Linked DNA regions of Pan troglodytes: region 2 is linked to region 1. Evidence: chromatin contacts called from public Hi-C data. All regions are on one chromosome and are shown on one strand. Each heading gives the region's core, a stretch centred on a gene start, on an enhancer-like site or on the middle of the called end of the contact. The rest is flanking DNA. Distances are from core to core; before and after follow the strand shown. Region 1 has its middle 47 kb from the start of ANGEL1. Region 2 has its middle 34 kb from the start of IRF2BPL.

Region 1 (4,183 bases), core at 591-3,090:
TCAGATTCTCAAAAGTGTCTGTGACCTAAAATATATTAAGAGACCCTTAAGGGCAAGGACTTTATCTTAGCTATCTCTTTGTTCCCCATGGTACCACCAAGCGTGGTGCTTTGCATAAAACACATGTAAACATGATATTCACTAAAGTTCATTGCTTCTGTTGAAGGGTGATGGTCTCCACTCCCTGGATACACCAGCATGGGAGGTGCCTTCTCAATGGAAAGACAAAAAGAGCATTTTCTCGCTCCCTTTCTAACTCCGCTGCCACCATAGCTCCTGTGAAAAAGCTTGTGGCGAAGGGGGACAAAAAAAAGAAGCAGGTTCTGAAGTTCACTCTTGATTGCACCCACCCTGTAGAAGATGGAATCATGGATGCTGCCAATTTTGAGCGGTTTTTGCAAGAAAGGATCAAAGTGAACGGAAAAGCTGGGAACCTTGGTGGAGGGGTGGTGACCAACGAAAGGAGCAAGAGCAAGATCACTGTGACATCCAAGGTGACTTTCTGCAAAAGGTATTTGAAATATCTCACCAAAAAATATTTGAAGAAAAATAATTTATGTGACTGCTTGCGCATACTTGCTAACAGCAAAGAGAGTTACGAATTACGTTACTTCTAGATTAACCAGGACGAAGAAGAGGATTAAATTTCATTTATCTGGAATATTTTGTATGAGTTCTTGAATAAAACTTGGGAACTAAAAAAAAAAAAGAGCATTTTCTCTTAAAAAAAAAAAATCCCTGTCACCCTGGAGAGTCCACACATCACGCCTGGGCTCAGTAGTGGCACGTCCTCTCTCCCCAAGATGGGTGGGGAGGTGGAGTGGGTGGACAAGAAAGACACCATCCCCCATCCCTAGGCAGGTCTGAAATTGAATTGACCCCCAGGAGGAAGGAGAAATTTGCCAACCTAATAGCTTTCATTCTGTGTGAGCTTTTCCTGCTGCACGGGAAGGGGGACCCCTCTGGTTCTTAAAGGAGACAATGAATCTTCATTCATTTGTGCTCTGCAGTGTTTGTAGATTGGGTAGACCTGGAGGGGAGTCAAGGTTCTTTTAGATTCTTTCAACAATGGAAGGCAATTGGAATTGGGTCCTACTGAGTCAGCACACCTGTCATCTGTGTCTGCGGTGGCTGGACCAGCTGCTTAGGGAAAAACACGGGTCCAGAGCTCTTCCAAGGACACGTTTCCAGGTCCTTTCTAGCCTGAAAATACCCGAGTCTGAGAAACGAGCCTGGGATTGCCAATGGCAGTGGAAATGTGTTAGGCATGGGCAGTCTCTGCCGTGGAAGGGGTGGTATCCACTGGCTGAGCACTTCCTATGACCCAGGAGTGCCCGGCCCCTCCTCATCCTTACGGAAGCCTGTGTTCTCAGTCACCCTGGGAGGGGGCCATGAGTTCCTCCTTTACAGGTGAGAAAGCTGCCCTGAGTTGCCCAGGGTCCTGAGGCCAGGGAGTGGCAGAGCCGGGATCTGCCTCCAGAGCTCCACGTCGCTCTGTGCCGCTGCCACCCAGCCCAGAGGGCTCTGGGAAGCTGGCAGCAGAAGGCTTGGGCATTTGGGTTGTTGCCCTGTCACTTAGCTGTTGGCCTCAACTGACATTTCAGGCCTCAGTTTCCCTGTCTGTGAAAATGAGAGGATATGTGGAAGGACGGCAGCGACAGAGCAGCAGCCTCGGCAAACCTCCGGAAACCAGGAGGGGCTGTGAAAGTGCCAGGGGCCCAGGAGCCTGAGCTGGGAGTGGGAAGGAGAGGGCAGAGGTGGGGCTGGGGGTGAGGCCTGCCCAGGCCCAGTGTGGAAGTGCTGGGTTGGTCCACCCTTCCTGTCTCCCGCAGCCGGTCCCTTCAGTCTCCTCCCCCGCCCTGCCCTCTGGGCTTTCCTCTGGGCTGGCTGTTCACAAACCTCTGACGAGTGTGAGGAATGAAATTCTGACCTGAGCCCACCCTCTCCCGGCCTCCCGGGAACATGTGCATTTGAATGGAAGGGATTCGCAGCCTGGGTCCTGGGAGGTGCAAAGGAAGGCGTCTGGCTGGTCCAGCCCTCAGCCTCAGGGAACCAGGGTGCGGGTGTTGAGTGTGCCCTGCCCAGGCACTCTGGCTCCAGCCTGGTCCGGCTCTGCCAGGGAAGGCAGACGGGGTGGCCTGGCTTCCGAGAGTCGGGCCAGTGTCTGGGCTAGGCCTCAGGCAGATCCCCTGGGCTGCATCTCCACTCTCCCTGCCTCCTATACAGGGTGGGGTTCCCTTCCCACCCTCTTCTGTGGAGCCCGGATCCTCTCCAGCCCTGGTCTGGGACCTGGGGCCCACTCCCCTCCTGCCAGCTTATGTCCCAGCACTGCTTGACCCTGGCCCAACTGTGAGGGACAGGAGAGCCACAAGAGCAGCCGGCCACATCCGGGAGGTGGAAACCAGGAGTCAGCCAGGCCCATGCTGGAGGAGCAAGGCACCCGGCCGGCTGCCTGCTGGGGGAGTTTCTGAATTGCCTACTGGCTGAGACTGTCAAAGGGGTGTGAACCAGAGCAACTCCATATTGAATAGGAGCTGGGTAAAATGAGGCTGAGGCCTACTAGGCTGCATTCCCAGACGGTTAGGAATTCTAAGTCACAGGATGAGATAGGTCAGCACAAGATACAGGTCATAAAGACCTTGCTGATAAAACAGTTTGCAGTAAAGAAGCCAGCCAAAACCCACCAAAACTAAAATGGCGACATGAGTGACTTCTCGTCGTCCTCACTGCTACACTCCCACCAGCTCCATGACAGTGTACAAATGCCATGGCAACGTCAGAAAGTTACCCTATGTGGTCTAAAAAGGGGAGGCATGAATAATCCACCTTCTGTTTAGCATATTATCAAGAAATAACCATAAAAATGGGCAATCAGCAGCCCTCAGGGCTGCTCTGTCTATGGAGTGGCCATTCTTTATTCCTTTACTTTCTTAACAAACTTGCTTTTGCTTTGCACTGCGGAGTCCCCCTGAATTCTTTCTTGCGCGAGATCCAAGAACTCTCTCTTGGGGTCTGCATCGGGACCCGTTTTCTGTAATAAGACCAGAGGTCAGAGCGGGCCTGGGCCGGCCCTGCTGGCGGAGGCCCTCAAGAGCTTTATCCTGGCTCCAGGCCTCACCACCGCCACCCTCCGCCCCACACTCCCCTTGTGCCCACCTCAGACCTGCAGCCTCCTCCAACAGCGAGTTCTAGCTGAAGTGGCTCACCTGCTTGCCCACCACCCATGGAGGGCCTTGGCAGGGAGGGGCCTATCTTCCCCTGGCCCCTGCCCTTCTTTCTTCCTGACCCCACCTGCAGCCTGTGGAGGTCAGGGCTGTTTCCTCTCTCTCCTCTCTTCCGGAAACCCACGTGCCACCTGGCCAACCTCGAAAGGAGGCCCTGCCGGATTCTTCATCTTTCTCCTTCCAGCTGTGGAGAGGTGGGGGTTGGGGCGGGGCAGAAGGATGGGTTGTCTGTTCCAACACCCTCCGATTCTGTTTCCCAGACAGCAAGGCCCTTTGTGTATAAATGTCCTCACCCTAGATGGGGTCTGCTAGATAATGTGTGGGCCATTTGTTAAAAAATTGTTAAGAATTTCAAGACGGAGACAACAGAGCATGAAGCCAAGTGGCCGATCCTTCCATGTGCAGAGCCTCGTGTGACCACACAGGTTGAACACCCACAAAACTGGCCCTGCCCCCGGAAAGCCCTAGGCCCTCCTCGGCCTCACCATCTCTCTCCTGGACCATAGATGCGGTGGAGACCTTGGCTGGAAGGCGAGTCTGAGCGGACCTCCACCCTTCCCTCTCCTTCGCTTCTCACAGTGTCCTCAGTGGAAGTGTCTAATGCTCCATCTCGACCTTCTTCCCAGGGAAACTGAGGCAACGGGGAGGACTGGAGCCTCCCGATCCCAGGCAGTCCCACCCATCCCAGTTGGCCAAGGGAGGGCTGATGGTGGTGGCTGAGTCCAGGGCTTCCCCTGCGTTGCCCATGATCTGTTAGTCTCAGTGTTCCCGGTGGGCCAGGGAGAAGTCCCTGCCTTGGCCTTCTGTTACCCATTAGCGCCAGCGTTCCTGAGGGGGGGGAGCCAGCGGATTTTGGGGGCACTTTGCCAGTTCCAGGCCAGGCCTCCCTGCAGCCACAGCTGGGGCACTTTGTTCTTTGCAGCCGATGCATAGCAGCTGGCTCCGCCGGCAACCGGGCA
Region 2 (3,698 bases), core at 130-2,629, 180 kb before region 1:
TGTTATCTTTTTCTTCCTCTGAGCTCCTTCCACAGGATGGGTTATTCTGCAGATCCATGACTGGAAGGAAATTAGAGTGGGCTGGATGGAAACCAGGCCGTGGGCCTGATGAAACTGCCATATGGTGCTTTGCTCAGAGCTGTATACGAGAACAAGTTCATATGCCAGTTGGGTGGTGGTGGAGACTGGGGAGGGAAGTAACAAGGACAGGGCTTTGCATATGCTCTATTTTTTGCTCCCTACCTTCCCCTAAAGCCCGTGGCCTCCAATCCCCATTGTCTCCCTTTCCTTTGGGTCTCTGGGTCTCTGATCGTCTTGTGAAAAACCCCATGGAGAGGCGGGGCAGCTGGAAAGAGGAGGAAGTGAGATGGATAACCATGCTGTCTAGTGGCTGGATAACCATGCTGTCTAGAGGCTGGCGCCCTGCGTGTGCTCAGCTACTGGCAGGTTCTACTGTGGTGTTTAACAGTAACTGTGAGCAGGCTGGGTGCGGTGGCTCACGCCTGTAATCCCAGCATTTTGGGAGGCCAAGGCGGGTGGATCACGAGGTCAGGAAATCGAGACCATCCTGGCTACCACGATGAAACTCTGTCTCTACTAAAAATACAAAAAATTAGCCGGGCGTAGTGGCAGGTGCCTGTAGTCCCAGCTACTCGGGAGGCTGAGGCAGGAGAATGGCGTGAACCCAGGAGGCGGAGCTTGCAGTGAGCCGAGATGGTGCCACTGCACTCCAGCCTGGGTGACAGAGCGAGACTCCGTCTCACAAAAAAAAAAAAACAACAAACCAGTGACTGTGGGCAAAGCCAATGTGAGTCTCGCAAGCCAACTGTGGTTTCTCTTTATTTCTTTCTCTCTACAAGAGACCCTTAAAAAGAAAGTCATTCTTGATACAAAGCACTGGGAACCCTCACAGTTGGCCCTAAAAACAACCAATAGCTCCTTATCTGGCACATGTATATCTCTTTGTTTTCCCCCGCTGTGTTGCCCCTGAAAATACCATGTCTGTCCTGCTCGCCACTGAGTCCTGATGCACCAAGCATGAACTAACAATTGATCTGCACTTGTAGACAGGGTGATGGAGAAGGGATCTGCAAACTTGGGAGCTTTACCAGAGAGCTAACACCTGTGAAAGGGCCTCATACAGTGTCTAGCACATAGTAGGTACCCCATAAATGCCACTTGACTCTGAGTCTGGGGGGCTGTTTGGTTGTCACCAATTTTGATGTATTTCTGGGCTAACATGTCCAGCAAGCAGGTGTGACCACACCCAGCCTGTTCAGGCTTAGCCAAAGAACTAGCAGCCAGTCCTTCCTGTGCAATGAGCCCAGCTCCAACAGCTCACGTTGACTCCACCCAGCCAGCTCTCTCAGCGGGTGATACCTGCCTTCTGCTGCGCAGGGTCTTTAATGCAATGTGTCTGTTTCAGGATTGCCTCCTGAGGAGGGTAGAAGCCACCTCTAGCAACCCTCTGCTCAGCAGATAATGTCCCTTGCTAGCACCGATCCAAGGGGAAACAGGACCCACAGGCCCTTTGCAAAGGCTTCTTGAGGATAAGGAGGAGTTTCCCTCTGGGGTTCCTCTCTCGGCATTGAGGACTAAGGCATTTTCCCAGCAACGGAATTCACTGTCTGACTAGTGCTTCCTGGAAGTCAAAACATGGTCAAGATCAGGTGACCAGGGGCCTCTAGAAGCCTTTGTCATAGTCATCTCCATGCTTTTACGTAACTTAGCCAGCCTGGACACACAGGTGACCTGCTACTCCTTGAGGGTTCTTAGGGCAGAGGAACCTCTGGCTAGGCCTCCTGGTGACTGGAAATGATGCGTGCTGAACTGCTGAGCATGCCTGCAAGGCCAGTGTAAACCACCATCAAGCCCCACCCCCACTCCCGCCCCACCTGCAGGCCCCCCTCGGGTACTCTAATGTGCCTGCGCCTGCCCACCTCGGGGCCTTTGTTACACAAAGGCTTGCAAGCAGTGGTTCTGAAACTCGAACATGCATCGGAAGCCCCTGGTGCGCTCATTCACGGATTCTGGGCCTCTTCCACAGAGTTCCCAATTCAGTAGGTCTGGGGTGGGGCCTGAGAGTTTGCCTTTCTTACAAATTTCTTTGCTGAAGTGGCTCGCACTTGTAATCCCAGCACTTTGGGAAGCTGAAGCAGGAGAATTACTTGAGCCCAGGAGTTTCAGACCAGCCTGGAAAACATGACAACACCTGTCTCTACAAAAAATAAAAAAATTAGGCCAGGCGTGGTGGCTCACACCAGTAATCCCAGCACTTTGGGAGGCTGAGGTGGGTGGATCACCTGAGGTCAGAAGTTCAAGACCAGCCTGGTCAACATGGTGAAACCCCGTCTCTACTAAATATACAAAAATTAGCCGGGTGTGGTGGCTGGAGCCTATAGTGCCAGCTACTCAGGAGGCTGAGGCAGGAGAATTGCTTGAACCCGGGAGCCAGAGGTTGCAGTGAGCCGAGATCATGCCATCGTGCCCTAGCCTGGGCAACAAGAGCGAAACTTCGTTCCAAAAAAAAAAATTAGCTGGGTGTGGCGGTGTGCACCTGTAGTCCCAACTACTTGGGAGGTGGGAGGATCACTTGAGCCCAGGAAGTTGCAGTGAGCTGTGTTTGCACCACTGCACTCCAACCTGGAAAACAAAGTGAGACCCTGTCTCTAAAAAAAAAAAAATTTAAACCAGATTCCTTGGTGATTCTTATGCTGCTAGGCCAGGGGCCACATTATGAGAACCACCAGTATAAGCTATTTCTTCATTTGTCACTTCCTCAGGGAACCCTTCCTTGACCTCACCAAACAGATGAGTTTCTCGTAGTAGGTGCTTTCGTGGGATCCAATACTTCTCCTTCATGTCACTTATCACATTTTGCATTTACTATAAATTTATAAAAATGTTAAATTGATGTCAGTCTCCCTCTTAAGCCTATGTCTGTTTTATATACCTTTGTCTCCCTGGTACCTAGTATGGCGCCTTGTACATAGTAGGTGCTCAACAAATCACTGCTGTATGAATGAATGAATGAGTGAGTGAATGAGTGAATACATGCAAAAGACATTCAGAGGCTTTCCTATGGTCACTATCAGCTCAGGCAACCCTGAGCACTAGGAGAGCATGGCTACTGGAACCAGATTCTCTGGGTTCAAATCCAGTTGGTTATTACTAGCTGTGTGACCTTGAATTGGCTACTTAATCTCTCCACCTGTCACCATTCTTGTCTGCAAAATGGTAATGTTACTAGTACCTGTGAGTAGTTCATAGGGTTGTGAGAGGATTAAATGAGCTAATTTGTCTAGAGGGCTTCCTTTTCTGCCTACCACATGTGAAATACTATCCAAGGTGATGGCTTAATTGTTACCAAAGTGCCTGGCACGGAGGCCCCGCTTGCTTTATTTTAATAAGACCCTGGGCCAGGCATGGTGGATCACACCTGTAAGCCCAGTATTTTGGGAGACTGAGGTGGGTGGATCACCTGAGGTGAGGAGTTTGAGTCTAGCCTGGCCAACATAGAGAAACCCCGTCTCTACTAAAAATACAAAAATTAGCTGGGCGTGGTGGTGCGTGCCTGTAGTCCCAGCTACTTGGGAGGCTGAGGGAGGAGAATTGCATGAATGCAGGAGGTGGAAGTTGCAGTGAGCCGAGATCGCGCCACTGCACTCCAGCCTGGGCGACAGAGCAAGGGTCTGTCT

Evidence for each region. A called contact is a pair of places that touch in the nucleus more often than the background predicts.
Region 2: a contact with region 1 is called in a Hi-C map of induced pluripotent stem cells, with 2.3 times the contacts expected there. The contact joins two enhancer-like sites. A contact is called at or near these places in 4 of 7 Hi-C or Micro-C datasets (blood, induced pluripotent stem cells and stem cell-derived neural progenitor cells) and 1 of 1 other capture datasets (stem cell-derived neural stem cells).

Annotation. Positions count from the first base shown.
Region 1 is chr15:74,835,113-74,839,295 of NHGRI_mPanTro3-v2.0_pri, reverse strand. It overlaps the pseudogene LOC101058791. Among named protein-coding and RNA genes, the nearest start is that of ANGEL1, 47 kb to the right of the region's middle. Within about 2 kb of position 1,840, at least 5 of the 24 cell types and tissues checked have an H3K27ac peak or open chromatin away from gene starts, as enhancers often do. A contact at or near this core is called in induced pluripotent stem cells, where this site is marked.
Region 2 is chr15:75,014,077-75,017,774 of NHGRI_mPanTro3-v2.0_pri, reverse strand. No RefSeq gene overlaps it. Among named protein-coding and RNA genes, the nearest start is that of IRF2BPL, 34 kb to the right of the region's middle. Within about 2 kb of position 1,379, at least 2 of the 24 cell types and tissues checked have an H3K27ac peak or open chromatin away from gene starts, as enhancers often do. A contact at or near this core is called in induced pluripotent stem cells, where this site is marked.